Regions from separate parts of the Mus musculus genome. Here all the other regions are linked to region 1. A link is a contact called in public Hi-C and HiChIP or PLAC-seq data. All regions are on one chromosome and are shown on one strand. The core of a region is the stretch at or near the end of the contact, and the rest is flanking DNA. Distances in the headings are between cores, read along the strand shown. Region 1 has its middle 96 kb from the start of Gm26314. Region 2 overlaps Gm46687 (a long non-coding RNA gene). Region 3 overlaps Gm46687 (a long non-coding RNA gene). Region 4 has its middle 100 kb from the start of Gm14635.

Region 1 (7,090 bases), core at 1,291-3,790:
TGTTACATGTCCTCTCGGTAACTGGCCGCTGTCAGAGGTTGCGACTCCAGCACTGGCCAGGCGTGCTTGTAAGCCCAGCACTTGAGAGGTAGAGGTGGTCAGATAGCAGATTAGGCCAGCGTACGCTTTATAAAGAGGCTTTATCTCAAGAGAACAATGAAACATTTATACTCAAGAAAAAAAATGACAAACTTTTCACTATGACCTACAAGACCTTTACAGCCTGGCCCTGCCTGCTAACCGGACCCCATATCAACCTTCTCTACAAATGGGGCCCTCTGATCCTACCACACCAGCTTTTTCATTGAACTCTCGAAATGTAGTCCAATCCCAAGACTTTTACACTAGCTTGTCTATCCACCCGACCACTCCTCCCTGCTCCCATCTGCTTCATCTTGTCTAGGTCTCTACTCGAAACCTTGTCCCAAGCAGGTTCAGAAATACTTATAATGCTAGCCACCTGGAAGGCTGAGGCAGGAAGAGCTTGAGTTTGAGGCTAATGTGGCCATCATAGTGAGACCCTAGATTAAAACAAAGGGGAGATGCGGTGAGATGGCTCAGAGGTTATGACCAGATGCTAAAACCAGGATTCCATCTCTAGCATCTACATGGTGGTTCACAACCATTGGTAACTCCTCTTCCAGGGGATCCAATGATCTGTTTTGGTATCCTCTGGTGCTACCTGCAGGTGGCTCAACAATATACATGCAGGTAAAACACTTATACATATGAAAATTTTAAAAATTGATTCGCAAGACCCTATTTCTAAGAAAATAAACTAGAGACGAAACTCAACAGTAGAGCAACTGCTTAGTATGTGCAAGGCAATGATCCTCAGCTGACGCACACATAACAAGCCCTTCCCTAGCCAACATGCCTTAAAGAGCTCCACATAGCTTTTCCATTGCTTGGCTCTGCTGAGACATCCATCCATGGCTTTGTTTGCTATCTAGCCTCCCCACTGGAGTGGAAGAATACTGAGGATAGGGGCGGCCTTCTTCATCACTCAATCCTTATGCCTAAACCTGAGACCAGAACATAGCAGGTTCTCAAGAAATACTGGTCGCTGGTCAGTATTGGTGCGCGCCTTTAATCCCAGCACTCGGGAGGCAGGGTCAGGAGGATCCCTGTGAGTTTGAGGCCAGCCTGGTCTACAGAATGAGTTCAAGGACAGCCAGCATTGTCACACAGAGAAACTCTGTCAGGAAGGAAGAAAGGAAGGAAGGGAGGAAGGGAGGGAGGGAGGGAGGGAGGGAGGGAGGGAGGGAGGGAAGAAAGAAGGAAAGAAGGAAAGAAGGAAAGAAGGAAAGAAGGAAAGAAGGAAAGAAGGAAAGAAGGAAAGAAGGAAGGAAGGAAGGAAAGAAGAAGGAAAGAAGGAAAGAGAAATACTGGTAAGAATGAATGGGTACGGCCACATCCACCAGCCTCATAAACACGTGGCTGGAACTGAGAGGAAGCCCCTGGGCACCTGGAATGGAACAGCTAGACTGACCATGCCCTTCCCCATACCCCACCCCAGTTTCTGCCGTCCTTAGAAAAGGCCCCAGACTAGAAGCTTGATGTTGCCCTGTTTCCTGGGACCCCTCCTGTTACACACAAGCTCTGTGCTGTTATGTGCCCACCCCCATTGTCACCTAAGAATCTATAATAAATAGACCACTCTCTAAAACTCACCCTCTGCGTCTATGGATTTCATTCTTCAAATTCTCAAGACAAGAACCCAAACGCCACTGACTCAGGGTGTCTTGGATAGCTGTGGAGTTTCCAGAACTCTAGCTTCCTGAGAAAGGTCCCATTGTTCTCAGAGACACCACAAAATTCCTGTATTGCACACACTCTAAATGCAAATTTGTTTTCATTTTTTGTTGTTGTTTTCAGTTTTGTTGTTGTTGTTGTTGTTGTTGCTGCTGCTGCTGCTGCTGTTTTAAGACAGCGTCTTAAAGACAGAAGCTAGCCCTGGCTGGCCTGAAACTCATTGCGTAGACCAGACTAGCCCGTAACTCATAGAAATCCACTGGCCTCTGAAATACAAAAAGGCCACATCTAAACTCTTTGTGTAGAGTTTGAGCAGACTAATGTTCCAGGGAGCACATGGGAGGCCTGAGCGATGGGAAGGGATTGCCATGGTTCCTGGCCCTGTGAGGTTTAGGAGAAGCACAGGAGGTAGCCAGCCAGAAAGACCTACTTGGCAGAAAGCCTAGGAAGAATTTAGCGCTAACTTTACCAGTCGGACCTTTGAAAGGACAAAGGATCAGGGCAGTGGTGTAAGTGGCTTATCCAGCACATTGGTTCTGTAGCTCCTGAGGACAGGACTCAGAAAAACTCTGACACCCCTCCACCTCCCACCTCCCACCTCCCACCCCAGTTGCTGTCACCCAACCCTCCTAGACGGCCAACATCAAGGCTTCACTTACAGATGCAAAGAAAACGGATGTAGCCCAACTTTCTCTCATTTCTGTTTGCCTCTATTGTGGGCATGCCTAGCGCTGTGGAGGTGGTCAGCTAAGAGCTGCATCTGCCAAGATCTCACAGGGGCGAAATGAGATTTCAGTTGCTTCTTGTGTTTCAACCTCTTTTCTGATCTGGGAGGAGGAAGAAAGCCAACCCACGTGGGTGACTCAGAAAACAAGCCTAGATAAGAGCATATTGACAGGCCCAGCTAGCAGGCCCCTCATTCACACCGGCTTCAAAGACAAACACTTTCCGTTTGTCGATTTGTTTTAGGCCCTTGCCGAATCTGCAACTCTGTGGCCTTGACTCTAAAAATAAATCTCCTGCAGTAATGACGAGGCAAAGAGGAAGGCGTGCAGAGAAGGAAAAGAGGAGGGAGGCAAAGAAAAGACAGGCCAGGAGAGAAACTGAATACCAAAACAGGAAGAAGGGATGTGGGGAACTCACCCCGGTGGCTTCCTCCAGAGCAACAGCTAGGCGCATTGCAAAAGCCATCAGCAGGACCAGCTGTGGCCTGCAGGGCCCTGCGGTTGATCAGAACCTAACCTGGGAGAAGGGTGGGGGAGGGGGAGGGAGGAGGGATGGAGACAGACAGTCCTAGTGAGCCATTTTGCCTTCAACCTGCTGCTCTCTGTAGCCCACCAACCAATAAATATCTCAGTGACACTGGGAGCCTATTAGAAATGCAGGTTCTCCAGCACCTCCAGAGACCCTCAGAAGCACACCACGGGTAAGGATGAGCCTTAATACCATTGGAGATGGAAAAGGCAGCCAGGGTCCCTGGGGGTGTCACTGAATGTAACCCAACTGAGGCTCTTCACTTTTTTCATTCCAGACAAAGAAAAAGTTGAGCCTTCCCCTCCCTGCCCTCATGGGGAAGATGGTGCCTAAAACTTTGATTACAATAAAGGAACAGCAAGCACCTCAGTTCAGTGTCTGGGTCTTGTCGATCAGTCCACAGTGTTAGAAGGTGTCTGTTTAGCACCTGGACCCAGGATCCTTAGGAGGTTCTTAGGTTCATGATCACCTGGCACTGATGTAACTTGCCACTCCCAAGGGTCCCTCTGGGACCTCAGTCTGAAATGCTCCCTGCCTCCTCTTTGTGACTGGGGCTTTTGATTCATGCCTTAATTCCTGCATCCTGTCCTTCACTAGAGCCTGGCTAATGCTTACAAACCTGTCCTTACTGTTTTCATTAGTTCTCCAAAGAGACTGTCTATCCTCCTTGCTGCCTCTGTGCTTAGACACTGTTATTTAGTGTGGATTCCAGGTCCCCCCCACTCTTGCACAGGCTGGGCAGGTGAGCAGGCAGACCATTGTTTAGATGCTGAGCAGGTGACAAATAGTTATGACTGTTCTTCACTAGAATTCTAAATAGTGGCTGTCACTCTTCATTGACTATAAAATGTACAAATGTGAATGATAAGAAAGAACGTAACTGTGGCCCATCTTATCAAATTTATTTTAGCTGTGCTTTAAAATCAATTTAATTTGTAAATTATTCATGGCATGTAGCAACTTGCACATCTAAACCCTAGGCTTTTCAAGATTGCCCTAACTTTTCCTAGACGTTTGTAGATTTTTTTATCATTTTTTTATTACAAGAGTAATGCATATCTATTTTAGAAAATGTGGATACTACAGATAAGCAAAACTAATTATTTCATTATTATCACCTTTAATCCTATGACCAAGAAATAATCACTGGTAACATTTGGGTGTATATCCATCAGTCCGTTTTTATTCTGTACACATGCATGTGAACGGCTCACTTGCTCTCTCCTTCTAAAGTCAATGTGTGTGTGCTAGCTTGATTCCACCAATTCTTTCCCCTTTGTACTGGAGTCCACGGCCCCAGTGTCATCATGTTCTAAAGCCAATTCATATTGTAAGACTCTGGCAAGCCTTAGCTTACCACGTGGAGCTGGAATCAATGCAAAAAGCAAGAGGAATTTATTGTTCCAGTGCACTGGGGTCGTCCCAGACCTGAAGAAGAGGCGGTGACCCCCAATGGCCCATTCAGCAAATTTTTATATGGTTTCCAGGGGTGGAATAGAGCATCAGCAACTAGGCACAATAGGATTGGCAGAATAGTGCACCCTTTAAACTGATTGGTCTCTAGGGAATGAGGTAGTAGGGGCTTACTCAGCCTCTCCCTTCTGGTCTATGTGCTCTCTGGCCTGTCTCTTCCAGGAGGGAAGATCGGTCCAGTGGAATTTTCTAATGGCTAAGCTTACCTCTTCAATATCAGCTCACCGGAACAAATTCTGTGCACTTCTTTCTACCTCTGCTGCATTTAGCAACTGCAGGTTGTTGGTGTTTGGGGTCAGCCATGTTGGAATATGTTCCCCACCAAGGTTTTGGATTTCTTTTACTTTGCACACACACATCCTGCCCCAGACACTCAGGTGTTAGCATACCCTGCATTGCATTTACAGATACCAAGGGCTGGCTTCAAGAGCATGAACACTAAGCAAGCAGTCAGCCAGAGCCTACAGTCACAGTGGCCTCGTGGATGGTTTAATGCTGGGTTGCCTATATCTTGTAATTCTTAATTAGTTTACTTCTCAACCTGTGTTCCATAACTGAGGCTGCCAAGCCAACAGAGCATGTGCATGTGTAAGGGAGCTATGTACCATATGTATGCTGACCTTTCTGGTGGCTTCATTAGATTGCAGTGTTCACTGTGGCCCCAAGTATGGAGTTCAGGTGAGCCCATAAGGCATGGGAGCTCAGAGGGACTGGAAATCAGTACAAGGTAAGCATGTTACATCCACAATTGAGGGAAAGGCAGTTGATAGCCTATGGGGGCAGCATTTTCCATTTCAGAGGAAGAAAGGCACAGGAACAAAATCAAACCAAAACCAAAACCAAAACAAATGATCATGAACCAAGCAGGGGAAAAGACGAAAAAAGATACTGTTGGGCCAGCAAGATGGTTCAGTGAAGTAAAGATGCCTGCTGCCAAGTCTAATGACCTGAGTTCAATCCACATGAACCATATGGAGGATGGAGAGAACCAACTTTTTTTCTGACAACCACATATTGGAAATGGTATCCATGTGCAGCCCCTATCCAAAGTATACCAAAGAAAACTAAGTGTAATTCAAGTAAGGCTGCCAGATTGGTGGTACATGGCTTTATCTAAGCTTTATTTATATGTGTGTATGTATGTATGTATGTATGTATGTATGTATGAATGAATTATATGTGTATGTATTTTTGAGGAAGTATTTAATTGTGTAGCTCTGTCTCAAAGGCAGGAGAATATCTATGAGTTTGGGGCCAGCCTGGTCTACATAGCAATTTCAGGCCAGCCAGAGCTATAAAATGAAATACTGCCTCAAAAATACATAAATACATACAAACATACATACATACAAACATGCATACATACATACATACAAACGAACAAATAAACAATGCTCTTTCGGTAGGGGAGCTGCTGGGGAGTCTTATGAATGTTAGAGAAGTACTCTATCACTGAGCCCTATCCTCAGACCCTATTTTTTCCCTTTGCATTGCTTTTGTGTATCAATCAGCCACTTCTGTCACAAATGGTGACAGAGAAGGAAGGTGAAAGATGAGGTGACTTATAGTCTCCTTTACTCTAACCCTTCCTTACTCACAAGTAAGCTGCAAGCAGAGTGGGTAGAAGGCAAACCAGTGAGGAAGTCAAAGAGATCAGTTGAGTGAGTTTTCTGCTGCCTTTCTTGCATTCTGGTAAGAACAAAATACATATGCATGTACGAGCAATGGAGCACAAATTGTGCAATTCCGGTGATGCTGCAAACTAGTTAAATGCTCTTATATTTGCATTTAAAACTGACAGCACACACTATATGGATGAATGGTACATTCGTGTTAATAACTTAAATTTTCTAATTTTTTTTTGCTTAGAAACTCATTAACTAGCAAATAAACACCATAAGTCAAAAGAGGGTGCATGGAAGAAAGGTGGGGAAAGCTTTATATGTATGTCAATGTCAGCTGCAGTTCAAATGTTTGTGCCCCCTCCAAAATTCATGTTCCTCTCCAAGGCAGTGGCATTAAGAGATACATCCTTTAGGAGGTATGAAGGCTAAGCCCAACTGTCAACTTGATGAGATCCAGATTCCCCTGGGATACAGGCCTCTGTCTGTGGAGGGTTATCTTAAGTAGGTTAATTGAGGTGAGGGACCTGCCTGCTCTGGGTGGTACCATTCCCTGGGCTGAGATCCTTGACTGTCTAAAATGGAGAAAGTGAACTGAGCACCAGCATTCATTTCTCTCATAATGCCTACAATGTAAGTAAGGTAAGTGGCTGCTTCAGGCTCCTGCTGCCACCTTGATTTCTCCACCTGTAAACGGTGAGCCAAAATAAATCCTTCCTACCTTAAGTTGCTTTTGTGAGAGTATTTTACCATAGCAACTAGAAAAGTAACTGAGAGATGTGACTAAGACAGGTGACTGAGCCATGTGGACTCAGTCTTCAGAAATGGGATTACATGGCCTTACAAAAGCATTTGAAGGACCGTGTTTGCCCCCTTCGGTTGCTACGTGTGCGGTCATATGGGGGGGGCACAGTGCTCCCCTCCATAGGACACAGCAACAGAGGTACCATCTTGGAGTTGAGATAAGACTCTTACCAGATCCCAAA
Region 2 (7,292 bases), core at 3,192-5,691, 350 kb after region 1:
TGCACAGTGTGAGACCCTGTCTCAAAGAATGAAAATAAACCCTAAAATTTCATGAACAGATCTTCTCTACAGTACAGCCCAGTTGGTTCTAACAGCACATGTTATGGAGGCTCTCTGCTCCGGATGCCCACTCTGTCCTGCCTCTCCTCCAGTCCAGCTGCCTTTTCCACAGGGACTTCCACTGGAGCCCACAGTGAATGTTCATATGTTGGAACTATAACCCCCATTAGTCACAACTGTGCGTGCTATTTGGGGGAGAGTCTTTGGGAAATACCATGCACCTGTTGGGATGTGTCAGGGAGACCCTCACCAGATGCCCACCAGCACCTACCACACCCTTGCACCTACCAACCAGCCTTCAGAATTGCAAGCTGTGAACCTCTGTGCTCCCTCTCTCCTCCCCTCTCTCCCTCTCTCCCTCTCTCCCTGTCTCCCTCTCTCCCTCTCTCCCTCTCCCCCTCTCTCCCTCTCCCCCTCTCTCCCTCTCTCCCTCTCTCCCTCTCTCCCTCTCTCCCTCTCTCCCCCCCTCTCCCTCTCCCCCTCTCTCCCTCTCTCCCTCTCTCCCTCACTCCCTGTCTCCCTCTCTCCCTCTCTTCCTCACTCCCTGTCTCCCTCTCTCCCTCTCTCCTCTCCTCTCTCCCTCTCTCCCTCTCTCCCTCACTCCCTGTCTCCTATTTTCTGTTTGTTTGGTGGTGGTTAGATTCTCTTTTCTTTCCACTCTTCCTCCCTCCCTCAGAACCCAAGGTCTCACACATACTAAGCACATAAGCCACGCCTAAATAGACCACACTTCCCTCCCTCAATCCAGGCTAAGTATTTTCTGCAATCTCCCTGCTTCACCTTCCCGAGGACTGAAATTATAGGGGGTCATTATCACCTCTGGCTTAAACTGTTTTTCTTTCTTTCTTTCTTTCTTTCTTTCTTTCTTTCTTTCTTTGGCTTAAACTGTTATTCTTTCTTCCCTTCTTCCTTCTTTCCTTTCTTTCTTTGGCTTAAACTGTTCTTTCTTCCTTTCTTTCTCTTTCTTTCTTTCTTTCTTTCTTTCTTTCTTTCTTTCTTTCTTTCTTTCTTTCTTTCTTTCTTTCTCTCTTTCGTTTTCTGAGACCTGTAGCCCTGGCTGTCCTGGACCTCACTCTGTAGGCCAGGCTGGCCTTGAACTCAGAAATCCATCTGCCTCTGCCTCCCAAGTGCTGGGATTAAAGACGTGCGCCATCACTGCCCAGCATTCTTTAAAGTCAAAAAATACATACTTTATTCATTCAGTGTGTGTGTGTGTGTGTGTGTGTGTGTGTGTGTGTGTGTGTGTGTGTGTGTGTGCGTGCGCGCGCACTGGCTAGTTTTGTGTGTTAACCTGACACAAGCTGGAGTTATCACAGAGAAAGGAGCCTCCCTTGAAGAAATACCTCCAAGAGATCCAGCTGTAAGGCATTCTCTCAATTAGTGATCAGGAGGGGAGGGCCCATTATGGGTGGTGCCATCCCTGGGCTTGTAGTCCTGGTTCTATAAGAAAGCAAGCTGAGCAAGTCAGGGGAAGCAAGCCAGTAAATAACATCCCTCCATGGCCTCTGCATCCCCTCCTGCTTCCTGACCTGCGTTTGTTCCAGTCCTGACTTCCTTTGATGATGAACAGCAGTGTGGAAGTGTAAGCTGAATAAACCCTTTCCTCCCCAACTTGCTTCTGGGTCATGATGTTTGTGCAGGAATAGAAACCCTAAGAGTCTCTCTCTCTCTCTCTCTCTCTCTCTCTCTCTGTGTGTGTGTGTGTGTGTGTGTGTGTGTGTGCCCCCTATGTGGTCCTTTTGTAAGTCAAAGGTCAGAGGACAACCTTCAGGAGTCTTGGGTCCCAGAAATCAGACTCAAGCAAGTTCCTTCACCTGCTGAGCCATCTTGGGTCTTCTGTTTTTTCCACTGCTAGGACACCCAGACTAGCCACAGGTCTACTGGACATTTCAGGTTGGTCTTGAACTCCTGATCCTCAAGCACCCACTTTCTAAATGCTGGGATTAAAGGCATGCCCCAACATGTCTGTCTTAAATTTCTATTTATAACGTACCTGGTCTCCAGAATGCTATGCAGCAATAGAAAATGGCCCCCCACCAACTGTTCAGTAATGCAGCCCCAGAATCTTTGATCTTGCCAGCTCCTTTCACTGCTCCTCCTGCACCAAATCCAGTGACCTGCCTGCCCAGCAGAGCATTCTCTCAATGCTGCGGCAATGGCTGCCTGACTGCCTCCCTCTTTCAGCTGCTGCCCCTTTATAGTTTACTCCCCACCATGCAGCCCGTGGCTTATACCCCACCTACAAGATACACATGTACTGTGTGCAGAGGCCAGTCCAGGCACTGTCTACCCAAAGGGGACAAACCAAATAGCTGCCTTCAGGACACGTGTCTTCCAACAGGACAGATGGCAGCTAAATAATCAAGGTAGCAGGTCATCCAGAGATGGTGGACAATGGACACAACAGAAGACACGAGAGGACATGAAGAGCATGTAAGAAGTAGAACTTGGCATGATTCTGAGGTGACCAGAGGAAGCCTTGTGTGATCCAGAGTGCGGAGGTGGCACATGTAGGCCACAGAGTATGTGTGGAGATCAAAGGACAACTTACCAGCATTGATTCTCTCCCGCCAGGGACTGAACTCAGGCCGTTCAGTTTGGCAGCAAGCTCCATTTGCACACTGAAACACCTCACCAGTCCAAGGCCTTTTCCAGACCCGGAATGGAAGGAAGGTGGAAAAAAGTGAAAGGAGGTGAGTCAAGTGGATTTCTGCAGGAAGAAATCCTGCAGAAAAGTAGAGACAGCACAGGCACAGGCAGGGCAAAGATGCTGTCAGAGGAGGATGCTTGCTCTAAGTAAGGGGTGGGGGGTGGGGGCCTAGGATCCTAACAATACTACAATAAAAACTACAATAGGAGGAAGGACCAGGGGAAAAGGGAGGCAGAACCTGTGGCCAGAATTTTATAGTGATTCAAGGTATTCACTGGAGATAAAGATAACAGGCCTCTGCCAGCCCTCCTGGGCAACCCCAGACCTTCATTCAAGAGTTGTTTTCAGCCCCTAGTCACCTTGGGGCCCACCTAGAAGCTGGTCCTGGTCACTTTCCCTCAGTCCCCTTTGTCCAGTCACCCAGGGCTCTATTCTGAAAGCACTGGTTACCAAGAGCCCTTCTCCAGACCACTGTCCAGGCCCCTAGTTAGAGTGGCACCAATTCACACTCCCCCTCCTCTCAGCGCTGCCCTCATGGTCCTAGGTTGGCTCACCCAGCTTGTGCTAAATTAGGAGGCTCATTCTTCTGCATGGTGGGCTGTCGGGAGTGCCAGGGGCTTCAGAGGAAGATGACTGATGCCAACCTTTGCCTCACCCACACATACAAACAACACATATACGCGTATGTTTCTGTCCTGTTCTCCCACCTCATATTTGGTTGAGGATGAAACCGAAGGCCTCACAGATAGTAAGCATGAATTTTTAACAATAAGCTCCACTCTCAAGACTCCGAAGGCATGGGCGTTCCTCTTCTGCTCCTCCTTATTGTTGTTTGGTTACTTTGGTTTTGTCTCCTTGGCTAAGGTTTTTGTTTTGTTTTGTTTTTTGTTGTTTTTTTTTTCGGGGGGGGACGACAGGTTCTCAAGTGGCCCATGCTGGTTTGAACTTCTGACTCTCCTGACAGCTCCCTATACCTCTCAGTGTCATAGATGTTCGCCAGCACCTCATCTGTGTGTGTGTGTGTGTGTGTGTGTGTGTGGTGTGTTGCTAGGGATCAAAGCCCAGGCTCTACCAGGCAACTAGTCTACCAACTGAGTCACTTTCTTGCTCAGTCTTTAATCTGCTTTTTCCAGCCCTCCACTGGCCTCCAAGAACAAACCCTAAACCCTAAACCCAAACTAGGGCTATTACTTGACTTCTTTGGGTAGTCCAGGCGACCTGCATTCGTGTATATGTGGCCTCTTTTCTACTGCAGAGAGCTCATGAGACCAACAACACACAAATATTTCTTTGTTTGTAAAACGTTAATCCAAGCCCCTGACTTTGTACCCGAAGAAACAGGGCTAGCTATTGGAGTGTGTGAGTCTAGAGTCTCCCTGGCTCTTGTTCCTTAGCTGCTAGGCCTCAGATACCCCTTGATCTAGCTGCTGGTCCCCTCTGGATGACTGACCATGATTTTTGTAAGAGATGGACAATAGGTCTATGGTTTTCCAGTTTTATATTCCTTGAAGGCAGGATCCAGTGGATGCCTTTTTATGTCCCCTCCCTCCTCACTCTCATGTCTACATACCCCTACCAGAAGGGACAACTTCATGAGCTGTGATGTCATAGGAACCTCCTTCCTCCCAGGCCGGAAGGGCAACAGAAGATTGCCACTGCATAGGGTGTCAACTGGCTTGTGGTCAGTGCTGGATATTCTTAGCAGCCTTCGGTCACCATCCTGAGAATTCAAAGTCCCCTGTCACTAGGGCTTAGCTCCCTGCCCCCTCCAGTGCAGGGGAGTTTTCTATTTCTAGGCACACAAGTCAGAGTACTGAGTAACAGGGAACGTGCTGATTTAGGAAGCCCAAGCTTTGGGGCACAGCCCAGCGACACACTTAGCCTGTTGCTGCCCACCGCTGCCCCAGGCCTGACTGACCGGCCAGACTGTTTGGAAAACATGCTCTGGTTTAGCAGAGAGGCATGGCATGGTGGGAGCTCTGGCCACAGCACAGCGGTTATCACGTCTGACCTCATTCCTGGGGCCTGAGGCAACTCTGAGGTCTGCATGTCTCTTACACTTACTAATCTTCCTTCAAAGATACCCACCATGAGTCTAGCTGCAAAACTGAATAAGGGGTGTGGGCATTACTAATCCCTGGCTGGGTCCTCTCCTCAGAGCCCCCAGTGAACTCTACCTCTGGATGAAACCTTGGCACCACTAGAGACAGCACGGTGGGAGGGCTGAAGCTATAGAATGGCGGCTTGCTCCAGCCAGCTGAACACACTGGAGGTTTCTGACAAGCTGTGGGGAAAGCCTAATGGAGTCTCAGGATGGAACCCACGCAGAACCCAACTGCTGTACAGAAGTCTCGCTGCTGCAGCACATGCTAGCTCCTGTCGACTGTGCTTGTTGATGATGCTACCAAAGCTACTTCCCTTGGGCCGTACCCAGAAGTGGGGCCATTTGATGTCCACCTCTGCATGCCGTCTATTTGCATTGGTGTCTTTTCTTCCCCTTTCTCATTTCTCTTGGGGCAGCTGTGTCTGCAAACTCATGCTATCAGTCCTTGATTTCCCTGGCTTCAGGAGGGCTAGAATAAAACCTGGAAGGAGACAGAGGCTGGGATGGGGAGACAATTTGGGGGGATATAGGAGGGACAAAAATGGTCCATCGTACCAAGTCCCTGTAATTATCTCACACCTGTCGTTATAGTGCCCAAGTAGTGGAGGAAGGATGGTAAGCTAGCTCAGCATAAGGTCTCAAAACAGAACAGAGAAGCTATGTCAGTCAGTCTGCTCTATGGAGTGAATTTCAGGACAGCCAGGGCTAAACAGAGATCCTGTCTCAAATTATTATTAGTATTAGTATTATTACTGTTACTATTATTTACATGAGCAGCTGTGGAATGAGGAAGGAGCATGGTCCTTGAAGAGAGGTTCTGATGGGAAACCCCTTCAGAATCTCTGTGGAGGGGACAGAGAGATGATCAGTCCGGGAAAACACCTGCCTCACAACCGGATGACCTGAGTCTACTCCTCAGAATCCATGATAGAAGGAAAGAATGGGAATCCAACAGGAGCATCATGCACAGGGGTGCCCTGTCCACATCACACTCACACACACACACACACACACACACACACACACACACACACAGAGAGAGAGAGAGAGAGAGAGAGAGAGAGAGAGAGCGAGACAGAGAGAAAGAGAGACAGACAGAGAGACAGAGAGAGAGCAAAAACAACAACAATAACAACAACAACAGAATCCTAATAGGGTTCTTTGAAATTTCGGACTGCAGGCTTCTGAACTAGGACCTGAAAGGACCGTGAAGATTCTGAAATGAGTTCTGCTCTGTAACTATTTTCTGTACACTCCCTATGTACGTGTCTGCGAAGGACTGAGATGCTCATTCCAAGGAGACTGCTCTGGAAAGACAGAGAGAGGAAGTCAGATGGAATATGGAGGGCTGTAGCTGGGAGGTGACAAAGGCAGGTGTGGACAGTCTGCACTGTCCCGTTCGTGGAGACAACACAACAAACTCCACTTACAATGGATGAGCCCAGGGAAAGACAGGTAGCAAAGATAGGCGAGGTGGTCCCAGAAGCCTGCTGTGTGCCCAGCAATGACATCTTACAGACAACAGACACTTGAGCGGCTAACTGGGAAAAGTTCCTGCTTGCGGGAGAAATTGAAAATGGAGGATGTGAGGCCTAGTCAGAGGTTTTTCTCACTGACCTTCAGGTAAGCAGATGAGACAATAGTAGTTACAACTGTTACAATAGTAACAGTTGTATTCACAGTTGCATCCCATCCAAGGTGAGAGACTGGGTCACCTCAGAGTCCATCCAAGAAGGCATGGGTTCTTGACAGAACCTCCTGGCAAGGGAGGAAGAGAGTATGTTTTTATGCTAATGTCCTAGTACCCTAGAATGTGACCTTATGGGAAACCATGGCCCTTAAGCTAAAATGCTATCAAGAGGGTAGACCCTAATATACCTTGACTTCTGTCCTAGAGGAAGAGGACACAGGCACACACAGAGAGAAGACCATGAGAGCACAGTTAGAAGGTGCCCACCTACAAGCCAAGACCTCACAAAGAACCAAGCGCATTGACACTCTGCTTTGATTTCCAGACCTCAAAGCCACTGGGTCTATCACCAGCACCCAGGTACTCTGCCAATGGAAGTATGAGCAGACCAATGAGCAGATCAGAACAGGGCGAAACCTATAGCTGCCCCCTAGAATTTGGGCAGCCTTAATAACTTGCTCTGAACACCAGGAATGTTCCCAAAGCGGTACTGCGAGACTTCTAAGGTGCCAGGCTATTCTCCCTGACAGTTATGACTCCATCTCTATGAGCTAGCTAGCCCTGATATATCCAGCAGAAGAACTGACGAGACAACCACCCAACTGTGAGGATATGTCCACGTCTTAGTTTGTTTTCAGTTGCCATAACAATACACAGGCCATCAGGGAACATATTAAAGAAGAGAGGCAAGCTGGGTGTGGTGGCACATGCACCCAGCACTCAGAAGGCAGAAGGCCTTTGAGTTAAAGGCCAACCTGCTCTACAAACTGAGTTCCAGGCTAGACAGA
Region 3 (7,079 bases), core at 3,315-5,814, 370 kb after region 1:
GAGAGAGAGAGAGAGAGAGAGAGAGAGAAATAGAAAGACAGATAAAAGACAGAGTCAGAGAGACAAAGACAGAGAGACAGACAGACTGACTTAAGGGTACATCATACGATGTCTATATTAGTCTTCAATCTAGACTCAGGCGATCCTCCTGCTTCAGTCTCTCCTATAGTTCGGACTGTGCCACCTCATCCAGATAAAACATTTTATTGAGGGAAAAAGATATCAGGAAGTTTGCAGATATTGGAATTGCTGATAAAATTCTGCACCCCATATCAGGGGCTGTCTTCAACCTTAGGGGCTTTGTCTGTGTGTTACTGGGGTGTAGTAAGGAACTTCAAAGGGATTTAGGTGGCTTCCAAGAGCTGTCAGAACGTTTGACTCTGGCTTTGTGCCTGCATCACACGTTAATTAAATTATATGGCAGAAACACCACAATGTCAAGAGCAGATATTATTGCCTCCAAAGCCTAACATTACGAGAGGTGTTTTCTAGCACAGAGCAAAGTATACCTTTAAACAAATTCCTTTGTCTTTCCTCGGGCTGTCAGGGCCTCCACCAGTCAGCATGTCCTATGAAAGTATATCCCGGACAGTTTTATCAGGTGCAGGGGGTGGTCCGAACAAAACTCTCTAACTCACAGGACAGTGAGAGGTTTCATGGAGTCACCCGCTTCTTCTATCTGATCCTCAGCTGTGCTTTTTTGTTTGTTTCCAATACAGGGTCTTACTATGTAGCCCTGGCTGTTCTGGAACTCTCCATGTAGACCAGGCTGGCCTCCCAGAGATCCACCTACTTCTGCCTCCTGAGTGCTGGAATTAAAGGCTTGCACCACCACACCTGACCAACCCTCAATTTTGTGATCCCCAGCCTCTTTGGGAGCCTAGGCATATCCCCTAGGGAGAAGATCTGGCTTTTTGGATCTCTACATAACAACAGGTTCTTGTCTTCTAAGAAGCTCTTATCAGCAGGACAGCAGATGGTCAGACTAAGGAAGGGTGGGAGTCACATGACCTCCCCCCCACACACTCCATCGTCTTGTTTATTTTTTTTTTCCTTCTAGCACTGGGGATAGATAGAACCCAGGACCTCATATAAGCTAAGCATAAGATACCACTCTACCTCTGAGTAGCAACTCCTACCCATCAAAATGTTTGTCTTTTTCTTTTTTAAATATAGTCTCATCTATCCACCTCTAGAGAATCACTGAGTCCCAGGGATAGAACTCAAGTGTTCAGGCTCTGAGGCAAACCAACTTAGCCACCTCATTAGCCCTATACCTGGTTTTTACATACTGCTGGGGACCAAACTGCTGGGGATGTCATGTATGCTAGGTAAGTACACACTATCACCACCCCTGCCCCATGTCTTAAATGGTGAGGGTGCCGGGCAGTGGTGGCACTTGCCTTTAATCCCAGCACTCGGGAGGCAGAGGCAGGAGGATTTCTGAGTTTGAGACCAGCCTGGTCTACAAAGTGAGTTCCAGGACAGCCAGGGCTATACAGAGAAACCCTGTCTCAAAAACCAAAAAAAAAAAAAAAAAAAAAAAAAAAGAATGGTGAGGGTGGAGGGCTTTGGTCCAGTGTTTTTTGTCCTAACAGTACAGATTAACAGTGAAGAAACCAAAAATATGCTGGAAACTGTCTGAGAGTATCACAGGCGAGTAGCATGTTGGGGTTCCTCCTGTCTCTTGCAGGTCAAACACCCAAGGCTTCAGAGACACAGAGACTCAAAGACAAATAGCTTATTCACAAATACCACAGCAAGGTTGAAACCAACCAGATGTGTGTGAGGCTCAAGTCTCCCTAACCCCCAATGATCAGTTTCTGGGTGCAAGGTATTATTTTTAAGTCAGTTTTGCCCACCAACTAATTTAATGGCAACATTATGGGATGGGCCACGTTGATACTTCCCATTCCGTGGGTGAGCTGAGAGTAACTGCTTAGTTCCACAGTTAGGCAACCAGCCGAGGCAGCGGTTGAACCCTAGCTTCCCCAGACAAACTTTCAGATAGTCTTTACTTTGACATTTTATTTATTTCTGTTTATTTCTAGTGCACATAGGTAAATATGGAGGTCACAAGACAACTGCCACCACCTGGGTTCTGAGGCTAAAACTCAGGCTGTCCTGCTTGGCAGCGAGTGCCTTTCCTTACTGAGCAGTCTCATGCTGCAGCACCCCACACCTACCCTTTTTCCTTCGGCGTTTTGTTTTGTTTTGTTTTGTTTTGTTGTTCGGTTTTAGACCGGACCTTATATCGAAACACAGGCTGACCAAGAAGCTTACTAGATAGCGAGTACGACCTTGAGCCGCTGATTCTCAGGACTCTAGCTCCAAGTCCTGGGTTGTAAGTATGTATCACTATGCCTATGCTTTTGAGTGGTAGTGGTGGAGGTGTTGAGACAAGGTCTCAGGCTGAAGTGATCCTCCTGCCTCAGCTTAGAGAATGCTGGTGTTGTAGGCATGAGCTACCGACCACACTGGGCTCTAGAAGGGTGGATGGAGGGAATAAGAAATCACTACAATCTAAGTGGGGAATGTATTACTCTGTAACAGTTTAAGATGAAGTTAAATTGATTCAGACCTCTGAAAGGCTGCTGAATCCCTTGCAATAGGAATGTTAAATAAATGTTGTGCTTTTGAAAGCCTGCCTTCTGATATAGATGTTCATTAAGACCACTGGGTCTTTTGATTTTTCTTTGGGCTTTGGCTTCTTCAAGGTAAAACTAGTTTTCCAACCCTCTCTTTTTTGGACAGAATTTTTATTTTTTTTCCTTTTTCTTTGTACCTATGCTGACAATTGTGCGCAGGAAGCTGGGAGCAGTGATCCTGCAGAGAAGCAGAGATGGATGAGAGAGTCACGGTCTTCCCTCAACACACTTTGATAGCCTTAGAATTTTTTGCCATATGCTACCCTGGCACCCATCTGTAATCCCAGCATTCAGTGGGTAGAGGCAGAAGGATCAGGAGTCTAAAGCCAACCTCAGCACCATGAGACCCTATCTGAAAACAATGACATTTTTTTGGTCACGTGCAGGTGTTACCCCCTACCATTTTCAATTAATATGATCTAGTTATCTAGGCAGAATCTTGGGGAAGGAAAACATAGGACACCAGCCCCCAAGTCCCCACTTAGAAGATTGGGCAGAAGGTGTTTGTATGTAAGTGGAGCATCGATAAAAACACACCACTGAATTATAGCTTAAAAAAATACAGTCTTGGCCGAGCAGTAACGGCACACGGGAGGCATGAGCAGGCAGATCTCTGTGAGTTCGAGGCCAGCCTGGACTACAGATCGAGTTCCAGGACGGTCAGGGCTACACAGAGAAATTCTGCCTCAAAACTGACCCCAGACCCCCCAACCTCCCCCTGCCCAAAAAATTCTTGGGGTTGAGAAAGGGTTCAGTGTTGTACAACACAGGGGTCTGAGTTTAGATCTGTAGTACCTATATATAAACCGAGTGTATCGCCCTGCGCCTTTGACTAAAATGGCTGAGGCAGGGAGATTCTGAGTTCAAAGCCAGCCTAGACCCTGTCTCAAAAGAAAAAACTATAAAAGTGACTAAGGCTACAGCTCAGTGCTTAAGGAACTTACCTAGCATATATGAGACTCTGAGTTCAATCCTCCAGTACTCGGTGGGATAAGGAAAAAGAGAAAGAAATAAAAAAGTCCTCTGTAGTTGTAGCCTGCTGTTTCAGCTACACAACAAGCTGAGTTAGGAGGACTGAGCTCTGGGCAGCACAAGACCCTGTTTCAAAACATACACATGAGCAGGCCAGGGTGACATGTAACCCCAGGACTTAAGTTCAACAATAGCCTGGGCTAGGATCTAATTCTAAGGCAGGTTGGGCTAAGAGCTAAGAGCCCCCCCCCCAACAAAGACTTTCTCCCAGCTTTTGTGTGAAAGGAAGCAGAATCTTGGAAACCTGAGGTGTTACTCCTACTCCCTTGCAAGAGCCATCAGTAGTATTAAACAGACCAGAGACCAGAGCTAAAGGTAGTGGGCGAATGACTCTGCTCACCGGTGACCCATGAAGAAGCATGTGATTTGACACCCATCCCCCCCCACCTCCTATTTGTATTTCTAGGGAACGTCTGCTTGCGTAAGGGAACACAGAGCACGATCGGACTTTTATTCAGCATAGGATCGAAGTTACCAAGTGTTCACCACTACTCAAATCCCAAAGCTACCAGTCAGGGAACTCAGGCCATGCTCAGTCCCGGGGCCACTCGAAAGAAGGGAAGGGCTCCTGCTCTTTGACAATTTACTCTCTCTCGGAGAGCTCGCGCAGAAGCCTGCAACTATCCACCAGACCAGAATGAGGAAGTACTGTTCTCAGAGGACTGCGGAGGGGCAGGAGGGCTGGCTTAGACTTAAGCTGGCTGAGGAGGGGGGGTGCCCAAATTTGGGGGCAAGGAGGTCTGAGTAGTGGGCTGGAGAGGGCGCACTGCCAGCTCTAGCTGGCTCAGAGCCAGGGAGTCTGACTGAACTTGGGCCAGCCCTGTTGGCCCACAGACTCAGTACGCTAACTGCCTGAGTACTCCCAGCCTCTTTGTTTGCACTTCCCCACAGTTCCCCGGTAGTGTTTAGGAATGCGCTTTGAAGGTTCCAGCGCGTTTCGCCAGTGCGTAGGGAAACCAAGAGCAAAGGCTGGGCCCAGGCCAGATGGCTCGAAGGAGGGCACCTGTGATCACACTGAAACACCCCAAGGGGCAAGTCGAATCTAGGGGGCACAGAGGGAGTGTGCCCAGGGAAGGGGGATGTATTTAAGCCAGTTCAAATTCTCTGCTGGGGGACTCCCTCACAATTCCAAACCTTGGAGATTTCCAAGTTTGTTTTGTTCAGGGAGGCAGTATTCCCTTATCGAGTTCCAGAAAGAGCGGGGGGGGGGCGGGGGGAGGGGAGGGGAGAAGAGGAGAGGAGAGGAGAGGAGAGGAGAGGAGAGGAGAGGAGAGGAGAGGAGAGGAGAGAGAGAGAGCGCTGGAGGGGGGCAGTGCAAGCTTCCCTTTTCTCTCGGTCTGGGGCTAGTCTCTCGGTCAGGCTAGTCCTGACTTGAAAAGCTGCCTTCTTGATTTGCATCAAAATCTCTCTGGCCTGGCCCCCAGGGGAAATAAAGTTAGGCAGGCTTTCCAAGGAAGGGGGAAGTAAAGGACCCATGTGACCCCTGCCACCATCCAAACAGAACAATCTGGAAGGCCCTGGAGCTTGGTCCGGGTTTAGGTTGGAAGCAGAGAGGTCCCTGGCCCCAAGAGGCTGGTAGCCTCATCTTCCTCCTGGAATCCAGCTGCAGGCGCAGGGGCAGGGTAACAGTGACGCTCAGGGAGTGGCTGATTTCCTTCTCCACGTCCTCAGAAGCTCACCCACAGTCCTTTATGTCCTTTGTTATTTTGCACATAAAAGGAAGGAGTCGCCCCTGCTGGGTCATTTGAGGAGTCTAGCACTTGTGGCCCCAGATGTCCAGCATACTGCTTTGCGTAAGGCAAGTGCTTAATAAATGCTAACTGGTTAAAATAGTGAGCCAGAAAGAAACCCTTTCTCCAACCAAAAGTGCTCTAACTCTTGGTACCAACCAGAAGTGCTTGGTACTTGGTTTTACTTTTTGTCCAGTTGATCAAATGTTTTCACCCTCTGAATTCATGAGGGCTTAAAGAAGACCCCAAGATCTTTCTAGATCCACAACCACCACCTTTGTTCGCAAACTAGTCCTTTAGCCCTAGTTCTGATCATCGGGATCCTGCCACCTAGGCCTAGGCTTCAGCTGATCGATCATTCTCTTGTTCTCCCGTGCCTCGTCAGGGTAACTTTACCATACACACTCAGTCACTGGATTCTTTGACACATCTGTTCCTTTCTGTCTCCGCGGCCATTTATACAGTCCCAGCTCCTGAGTACACACACAGGCCTGTGGCACATGAGCAATGACTCCAAAGCCACAAAGGGCACTTGGATCTCCCCCCCACCCCCGCACCCCCTCCCCACCCCCTGCAGCCAGTGTTGTCTAGAGCTCAGATAAACCTCCCTCTTGCTTCCAGATGATGACAAGGCCTGGGTTTAGGGGCCTGTGGTCTCTGGATTTCCCCCTTAGTTCCCATTTCCCCTTATTTCCTTGTGGCCATTGATGTGGTGTCTGAAGCTCTGCTTAGGGTAAACAAAGTGATCAGACGGCTCCCTTTCTTCCCGCTCTCAGAAAAGTCACTTTCCCTGCTTAAGTAATGACTGCCTTTTCCTCCCAGCCTCCTCTCAACCCACATATATTTAGTGTAAGCTGCCCTGGGTAGAGTTTAATTAGGTACCAACTCACCCAGGGGCAAATACCAAGGACCCCTCTCAGGCTGAACAAATGGGACCTATGCTTGATGTAGCCAGCCTACCCCTGGCTGATAAGTGACTGGCGGCTAGCAGGTAGAGGGCTGTCCATTCTGAGCTAATGATTGCCTTAGGCACCAAGTGATGGAAAATCCTGGCAGGCTGGCAAGCTGCAGGGCTAAGCCAGGGACAATTGTATGGACCAGTTTAACATGGCTGCAGGGAGGGATGGCAGAAGGAATGCAGCCTGTGTGTGTGTGTGTGTGTGCGCATACACGCACATGTGCGAGTGCTTGCTTGCTTGTGTGTGTACATGTGTGTGCATGTGTATGCGCATGCATGTGTGTGCCTTTTCTCTCCAGTCTCCCTGCTACCTTTCCCTAGCCCATACTCTTTCCTACCATTTTTCTCTTCTGTTTCTAGCCCACACGAGTTGAAATTAGAAAGGTCTTTGAATTCATTTATTTGTTTTAATAAAGACAGCATTTTAAGCAGCATATTTGCAGCACTTGAGTGTTAAACTAAACACCAAGCCAGCTAAATGTGTTAGGGGGACATGAAAAGTCAGTTTACAAGAAACATATAATTAACGCGGTCTTTGACTTTCTCTAAGCTTTTGTCTGGCGCAGGACAAGACAGAGGCGCCATAATCAACTTTAAATAAATGAAAGATCGCATCCAGGCGAAAGGGGGACAAAAAAGTTTGGAGTGGAAAACAAAGGCCAAAGAAGGAATTTGGAGCATTGGAATAAATATGCTTAGAAATACATCTTT
Region 4 (7,024 bases), core at 240-2,739, 500 kb after region 1:
GCTTAAAATAGCTGGAAACATTCTCTGTTCCCTGCAATTGGATTCTAGCTGCGGGAGTTGATGACACTCCACGCTTGTGGGCCGGGTGTTGATGGAATGCTGTGGGCTAGTGGGCGCTGCCTAGTACACTGTTTATAAGGCCCTTGCAGACTGCTGGCAGTTTCCAAGAAAGGGTATGTCCGTTTGCACCCAGGACTAGCTGTGAGTGGAAGCCACCTCACATTTTACCAGCTCCTAGTCCTAGTTTTACATAGAGTTACTGGGGCAGAAAGCAGCCTGAGAGACTTCCGATTATTCCTGTGGGTCATCTGCGTCCTCAAGGCTGAACTGGTGTTTGCTTGTTTGGGAGCGAGAATCCCACCTCTTTGCAGAGTGATGACTGGCACCACAGAGGTGCCACAAACACCTGGGAAGAGAGAAAGTCAGCTGCCAAAGGCCACTCCCAGCCCCGTGCCCACCATGGACACTAGGATTACTACCTCCCTATTAATTGGTTATATTTGTGAAGCCTTCTCTTCTGTCCCTCTGCCAGCAAGTTTGAAGATCGACCTGAAGACAGATCTCTTTCTCTGGGGAATGACGAACATGCTCACTGCTGTGGGATGGGCATTTAAGAGTTTTCAGAGAAGCTAGCCTGTGGTATTTTGCCTGTAATCTGAATAGTAGCCATATTTGAGGCTAGGCTGGGCTACTTGAGACTCTGGTCTTAAGGGAACTAAACCAAAGTTTCCAGAGAAAAACCTGGAAAGAAAGGCAATTTTGTCCCGGAATTACCCGGGGGTTGTGTGTGTGTGTGTGTGTGTGTGTGTGTGTGTGTGTGGTGGATTTCAAAACCCAATGGTAGGTTTGGAGCCGCAGTCTCAGCCCAGGGGCTCTGGGGGCTCTGCTAGCCACTGAGGGAGGAGCAGAAAGTCTTTAGGGTCAGAGAAAAACAGAGCTGTGTGGAGTCTTCGAGCCCCACCAAGCTCTGGACAGATTGCTCCTTCCCCTCAAGGCTCAAATCTTTCAACTCTCCCCTTCACTACTCTCTTGGACCCAAACCTTTCAACTCTTCTCCCTCTCGGCTGGCTCGAATCCACCCAGCTTTCTTCCACACAATGGAAACTCATTGTGAAGTGACGGGCCTGGCAGGTGGCTCTCAGATCCCCCAGCTGGGTGGAAGCCGGATTGGGCTTGGCTTCCAGAACAATCCAGGATCTTCGCGGGGCTGGAAGATGAGTGGGAGGGATAAAGTGTTCCAGTGGCTTTCACCAGCCCCAGTCAACTGTGAGACCAGAGGAGGAGAGAGGGGGCAGATAAAGGCAGCTTTCTCCGGGCGTGCCCAGTTGGAGCTGGTGCGGTTTGAAGTTTTGTGTGGTTTGGCAAAGTTCCTTTTTTTTTTTTTTTTTTTTTTTTTTTTTTTGCTGTTTCGAAACTGCAGCAGTACACAGTGGCAAAGGTCACTGGACACCACAAGCTACCCCTGAAATGCAGGAGGTGGCGGGTCTTGTCAGGCGCATGTCCCAGGATACCAGGGCAAAGAGAGGCCAGGCAGGTCCTGGCCACACATCGAACTCCCAGGTCGCGCTTGAGAAAAAAAAAAAAAAAAAAAAAAGCCACCTCCCGGAAGGCAAGCGAGACAACGCTTTGGCTCTGGCGAGCTGAGCCGCTGCTGGCTGGGTGGCTCAACACAGCTAACTGGAAAGACGAACCTTCGCATTCGGATTCCATCTTTGGCCTCAAGGAGAAAGAGCGACGCTGGGGACACCGCCTGGAGCCTGCGCGCATAGCACCGGACGGCTCTTCCTCCCACCCCAGGCTTCCCGTTTAACCTTTAAAGTGCCGGAAAAATCTGCAGCCCAAGCGGGCTAGCCTTCCACCCGCTGAGGAGATACGGGTTCTCTGGAATTGGGCGTGGCAAGGCGGAGGTCACTGCAAAATAGAATCGGACACTCGTGCTGCTTGGGAGGGGAGACTAGGGAGTCTGGCAGGTCCCAGCGGGCTCACACCCTCCCAGGACCTTCCTGCCTCCGCTGAAGGTGGGGACTGAGAAGGAGGCAAGCGTGGAGAAAAGGACGTGGGAAGACACTGGTCACGGAGGAGACTATTTTTAGTCTTTGCTACAGCTGCGTGCGTTTCTCTGACGAACTAGTCAGGGACAATTCTCCTGGCTGAAAACAGTGTAAACTTTCCACGGGGAGTGGGGGTGGGGGTGGAGGGCAGTGTGGAGGTGACACAGGAGGGGTGGGGAGAGAGGTGGTTGGTGGTGCAGGAAAGGGACAGAGAGGGGGAAATCCCCGAATATTCCTCACAGACTTGACAGGAACACCAGAATCTCTCCTTGATAGAACAAGGTCCTCCAGCCTCCTCACCCCAAAGAGAGCTCAGCTTTCACCATAGATCTTCAAGGTGGGCACCCTCCCCCTTTTGTTTAATATCTTGGAGACCACACAGGCAAGATTGGGGACTTGTTCATCATGCCTTCTAACTGGGGACAATGCCTCCTGGGTGGCATCAGTCACAATCCAATCATTAAACAAATAACAAAGATCTCAAACAGGAAAATAGAAGTGGGGGAGGATCTAGAGCTAGATTCTTGGAGGGAAGGCTGTGTGTCCTGGTTATCTAGGTCAGTAGTGCCCACAGTGTGGTTCCAGGATCCCTCTGATAATCAGGGCCCTGAGATCCAGGACCTCTGAAAAGGCTTTTGTGATTACAAACCTAGGGGAGGCTGGGTTTTCATTAATCTAAGGCGACATGTCAGTACCCCAACTTAGTGGATGCTCCAGCAGCTGTCAAGAAGAGAGAGAGAGAGAGAGAGAGAAAGAAAGAAAGAAAGAAAGAAAGAAAGAGGAAAGATGCTTGCCACCACCGAGTCTGAGGACCTGAGTTCTTTCCACGCACGGGACTCCCATGGTGGAGGGGGAAAATCATCTTCCACAGGTTATCTCCTGACTGCCGGGGCACGTGAGCACAAACATACATATAACATTTATATGTCATTTACATTATATGCATGGGTGTTTTGCCTGCGTATGAGGTGACCAGAGGGTGTTCCATCCCTTGGGAATGGAATTACAGATAGTTGTAAGCTGCCATGTGGGTGTTGTGACTTGAACCCTGGGTCCTCTGGAAGAGCAGACAGCCATCTCTCCAGCTCCCATAAATGCAATTTTTAGAATTAAGAAGGGAAATGGAGCCGGGCCATGGTGTCACACGCCTTTAATCCCAGCACTCGGGAGGCAGAGGCAGGCAGATTTATGAGTTCGAGGCCAGCCTGGTCTACAGAGTGAGTTCCAGGACAGCCAGGGCTACACAGAGAAACCCTGTCTCGAAAAACCAAAAAAAAAAAAAAAAAAAAAAAGGGAAACGTTCAGGAGCTGGAATCTAGACTGATGCCAGAAGGTTACTATACACCTTAATTACCCATTGTTATGCTATAAATTATACCAACATTTAGTGACTGAAAGTAACAAAACCAAAGCCTGGGCTCATCCTCGGTACAGCAATAGAAATAAATAAATACTCCAGACACCAAAGAGGTTTATGAAATGTACAATATGTCACTTTCTAGATTTTGGGGGGGGGTTGGAAAAATAAAGTGTTTTTTTATTATTTATTCATATTTTTGTGGTTTGTTGTTTAGTTTTGATTTTTCTGAGACAGGATCTCACTCTGTAGCCCAAGCTGTCCTGGAATTCACTATGTAACTGAGTCTGGTCTTGAACTCCCAGCAGTTTCCACCTCCCAAGTGCTGGCTGAGATTAAAGGTGGGAGCTACCACATCAGTTCAGTGGAGTTCCGCAGAGCCTCCCTGGAGGTGGAGTGACTGTGAGTGGCCCAACCTCCATGTTGGGGAACAACCAGTGTCCTCTAGGAGAGCAACAGGTTCTCTTAACCTTAACCACTCAGCCATCTTGCCAACCCCTATTTGCATGGATTTTTGTTTTGTTTTGTTTTGTTTTTTTGGTTGGTTGGTTTTTGGTTTTTTTGTTTTGTTTTTGTTTTTGTTTTTGTTTTTGTTTTGTTTTTTAATATTTTTATTACATATTTTCCTCAATTACATTTCCAATGCTATCCTAAAAGTCCCCCATACCCTCCCCGCCCCCCACTTCCCTACCCACCCATTCCCATTTTTTGGCCCTGGCATTCCCCTGTACTGGGGCATATAAAGTTTGTGTGTCCAATGGGCCTCTCTTTTCAGTGATGGCCGACTAGGCCATCTTTTGATACATATGCAGCTAGAGTCCAGAGCTCCGGGGTACTGGTTAGTTCATAATGTTTTTTTAATCAAAATATGCTGTTGATGGCACCACGTACCTTAATGATCTATTGTTAGGTTACAAATTATGCCAGTATTTAGTGGCTGAGAGTAACAAATGTGTTTGCTTTCCCATGGTTTTGTGTGGGTCCCTGAAACAGGAGCCACCTTGCTGGGTGAGTTTAGCTCTGGGTGTGAACACTCTCCAGAGAGTGGAACAAAGGTGCGGTCCAGCGCTCCAATCCTGTATCTTGGAGCTCCTCTGGGAGAGGAGATGGCTGCTGCTTTCAACCACCGGGTGTCAGATGGAAGGTGGGGATTATGGGCAATCTTAGAGGCTGTCAGGCACAAATGCGCTCAACTTCATATAGTCATCTTTATGCCTTTACCCACTGAGTCATCCATCTCTCTGGTCCTAACGATGTATTTTTAACTTTTAATTATATGCTTGTGTTTGTGTGTGTGTGTGGTTATGTGCACATATGAGCACAGGTGCCTGCAAAGTTCAGAAGAGAGGATCAGATATACAAACATTGTTCCCATTTGATTTTTCTTTCTTTGTGTTTTGTTTGTTTGTTTGTTTGCTTGAATCATTGTTTTATGTGTATGAGTGTTTTGCCTACAAGCATATCTGGGCACTACGTGTCTGCTGAGGTCAAAAGGTGTTGGATCTCTTGGTACTAGTTATAGATAGATGCTTGTGGGCCCTTGTGTGAGTTCTGGGGATTGTTCTTTAAGCATCAAGCCATCTCTCCAGAACCTTCATTTTCACATTTAATGTAGGAAGTACTGAGAAAAAGCTTTTGGCATCCTTAATAATAAAGGAAGAAATAAAGAGGCCCTACGGCCTAAACCTTTGAGAACTGTTAGCTTCAGTGTAAGGATAGTCACAGGGGAAGTGCCTTAGCACAGTGGACAACAAGTCCACCCATCCATCCATCTGTCTGTACATCCATCTATCCTCCACCCACAAAAGTGCACACTCATTTGTCCCTCTATCTATCTATCTATCTATCTATCCAGCTATCTTCTGTTTATCCACTCATAGCCAACCAGCCACCCACCACCTGCACATTCCAGTTGGCCTGGAGCTTACTTTATAGACTAGGCTGGCTTGAACTCACAGAGATCCACCCACCTTTGCCTAGGTGCTACCTAGGATAAAAGATGTGTGTTACCATGCCTATCTACTTGCAACATTTTAACAAAAGACACGATTTACAAGTACATAAGATGAATTTTTTAAATTACTTCAAGGAAACAAACAAAATCTCCTAAACCAATAACTTTGGGTTATGATCATTCCAGGTCCCAAAGCCTAGAAAAGCAGGGAATCTCAAACTGGCCCCACATGGAAGAGGTGACCTCCATGGTAATTGAGACTAGGTGCACCTCTAGTGGGCTAGCCTACCAGCTCTGGTAAAAAAAAAAAGCAGTCTATCCCAGCTGTGTGAAATAGGAGCAAGGCCCTGTTGAAGCAGCAGAATGCTCTGGTATGTTCCAGTTTCATTAAACATTCCTCACGGTTTTCATAGAAGACAACCTTGAAGTGCCAGAGTCAGCCTCTCTTCTAGGCTTGCCTTGGGTGAGATGAGGATGAGAGCCATTCTCGGGTAGCAGATGAAACCCATACCTACAGTATTCTTTTCTCTTTGAAGGGTCAATTTCTCTTTTCTCAATGGAGGGTCTACTGGACCTAAGCCCATGTGCACTGAACCTCGCTTTGTCCTAGGGAGTCTTCCACATAGATCACACCATTGGAAAGACCCCCGGGGCGGGGGGAATGCTAGGGTTCATAAAAGCACTCGCCTCCTATCTCCAAATAGAGGATGACTAGGTTTTCTTTATCGTCTTTTCACTGCTACTTTGGACGATTTGGCTGGCTACCTGCCAGGAGGAAGAAGTGGGATGAAGAGAAGGCAGACCTTCTTTATGCCGAGGCTGTGAGGGGAGGCCAGGCTTGAGAGGGTGGCAGAAACAAGGAAAAGAGAACATACGTGTCTAGGGTGGTCCTTTCAGCCTCATACAGCAGTTTTAATTGGTCACACTTGAGAGACCAGGAGTTACACAGACTCCCTGGTAAGCAAGCAGAGAGGGGCCATGGCTAGGTAATAATAGTGGAGAATTTCCAAGATGGCTGACTTCTTCCTCACCTCCTGACTTGAGACAAAAGCCTGGCTGCTTAAAACAAAGGCTTTGTCAGGTCTTTGTCCCCCATGGGCAGGGTCTCTGCTGATGGACTGGTTCAGCAAGTTCAAGACATGCTCAGGACATAGGACAAATGGTCCTGGGCCAATCAACCATTCTGTCTGTCTTCAAACTGATCAACTTTAAGTCCGGGGTGGAAGACATTAAAAACTGCACCCCCTGAGAAGAGACTGAGTAGTTCGTTTTCTGAGTCCCACTGTCTTTGGAGCCGGTCTTTCTCTGTGTGTGTCTGCTGCTTTCCTGGGCTTCCTCACTCCAGTAAACACCTTCCTTCCACTGACTCTGTCTTCAGGGCTGGAGGTTTCTCTGCTGCTACCTGTGCTTCGGATCTTTCCTGCCCTTTAATTCTTTAACTGATAAAGAAAATGGACCTTTCTTTCTTTGTCTGTCTGTCTCTCTCTCTCTCTCTCTGTGTGTGTGTGTGTGTTGGTACTGGTGTGTCAAACTTTCTGGACTTTGGGTATGTCCCTTTACCTTAGTTTTTTGAGACAGAGTCTCTAACTGAAAGCATCAATATGACTAAGTCAGTTTCCCAATAGCTGTAGGACCCAGCCTATCTCTGCCTGAGCCCCCAAT

The links. A called contact is a pair of places that touch in the nucleus more often than the background predicts. HiChIP or PLAC-seq counts read pairs in DNA pulled down with a chosen protein or histone mark.
Region 2: a contact with region 1 is called in an H3K27ac HiChIP or PLAC-seq map of acute myeloid leukemia, with 5 times the contacts expected there. The contact joins two enhancer-like sites. A contact is called at or near these places in 2 of 115 datasets of contacts at active chromatin or transcription factors (acute myeloid leukemia and memory CD8 T cells).
Region 3: an H3K4me3 HiChIP or PLAC-seq map of pro-B cells shows a contact between it and region 1, with 2.5 times the contacts expected there. The contact joins two enhancer-like sites. A contact is called at or near these places in 1 of 15 datasets of contacts at CTCF or cohesin (pro-B cells), 1 of 484 Hi-C or Micro-C datasets (the HL-1 cell line) and 9 of 115 datasets of contacts at active chromatin or transcription factors (the 230-238 cell line, the SCID.adh cell line, bone marrow-derived macrophages and 5 more).
Region 4: a Hi-C map of pre-megakaryocyte-erythroid progenitors shows a contact between it and region 1, with 6 times the contacts expected there. The contact joins two enhancer-like sites. A contact is called at or near these places in 1 of 15 datasets of contacts at CTCF or cohesin (large pre-B cells), 1 of 484 Hi-C or Micro-C datasets (pre-megakaryocyte-erythroid progenitors) and 2 of 115 datasets of contacts at active chromatin or transcription factors (T-cell acute lymphoblastic leukemia and large pre-B cells).

The regions. Positions count from the first base shown.
Region 1 is chrX:11,750,566-11,757,655 of GRCm38.p6, forward strand. No RefSeq gene overlaps it. Among named protein-coding and RNA genes, the nearest start is that of Gm26314, 96 kb to the right of the region's middle. Within about 2 kb of position 2,541, at least 105 of the 459 cell types and tissues checked have an H3K27ac peak or open chromatin away from gene starts, as enhancers often do. A contact at or near this core is called in T-cell acute lymphoblastic leukemia, acute myeloid leukemia, bone marrow-derived macrophages and 2 more, where this site is marked.
Region 2 is chrX:12,101,005-12,108,296 of GRCm38.p6, forward strand. Gm46687 (a long non-coding RNA gene) reads left to right here. Exons shown (of 3, transcript XR_003953120.1): 2 at 2,635-2,753. It also overlaps a transcript of Bcor not described here. Among named protein-coding and RNA genes, the nearest start is that of Gm46687, 12 kb to the left of the region's middle. Within about 2 kb of position 4,442, at least 15 of the 459 cell types and tissues checked have an H3K27ac peak or open chromatin away from gene starts, as enhancers often do. A contact at or near this core is called in acute myeloid leukemia, where this site is marked.
Region 3 is chrX:12,118,692-12,125,770 of GRCm38.p6, forward strand. Gm46687 (a long non-coding RNA gene) reads left to right here. Exons shown (of 3, transcript XR_003953120.1): 3 at 1-1,451. It also overlaps a transcript of Bcor not described here. Among named protein-coding and RNA genes, the nearest start is that of Gm46687, 30 kb to the left of the region's middle. Within about 2 kb of position 4,565, at least 142 of the 459 cell types and tissues checked have an H3K27ac peak or open chromatin away from gene starts, as enhancers often do. A contact at or near this core is called in bone marrow-derived macrophages and pro-B cells, where this site is marked.
Region 4 is chrX:12,250,837-12,257,860 of GRCm38.p6, forward strand. No RefSeq gene overlaps it. Among named protein-coding and RNA genes, the nearest start is that of Gm14635, 100 kb to the right of the region's middle. Within about 2 kb of position 1,490, at least 125 of the 459 cell types and tissues checked have an H3K27ac peak or open chromatin away from gene starts, as enhancers often do. A contact at or near this core is called in T-cell acute lymphoblastic leukemia and pre-megakaryocyte-erythroid progenitors, where this site is marked.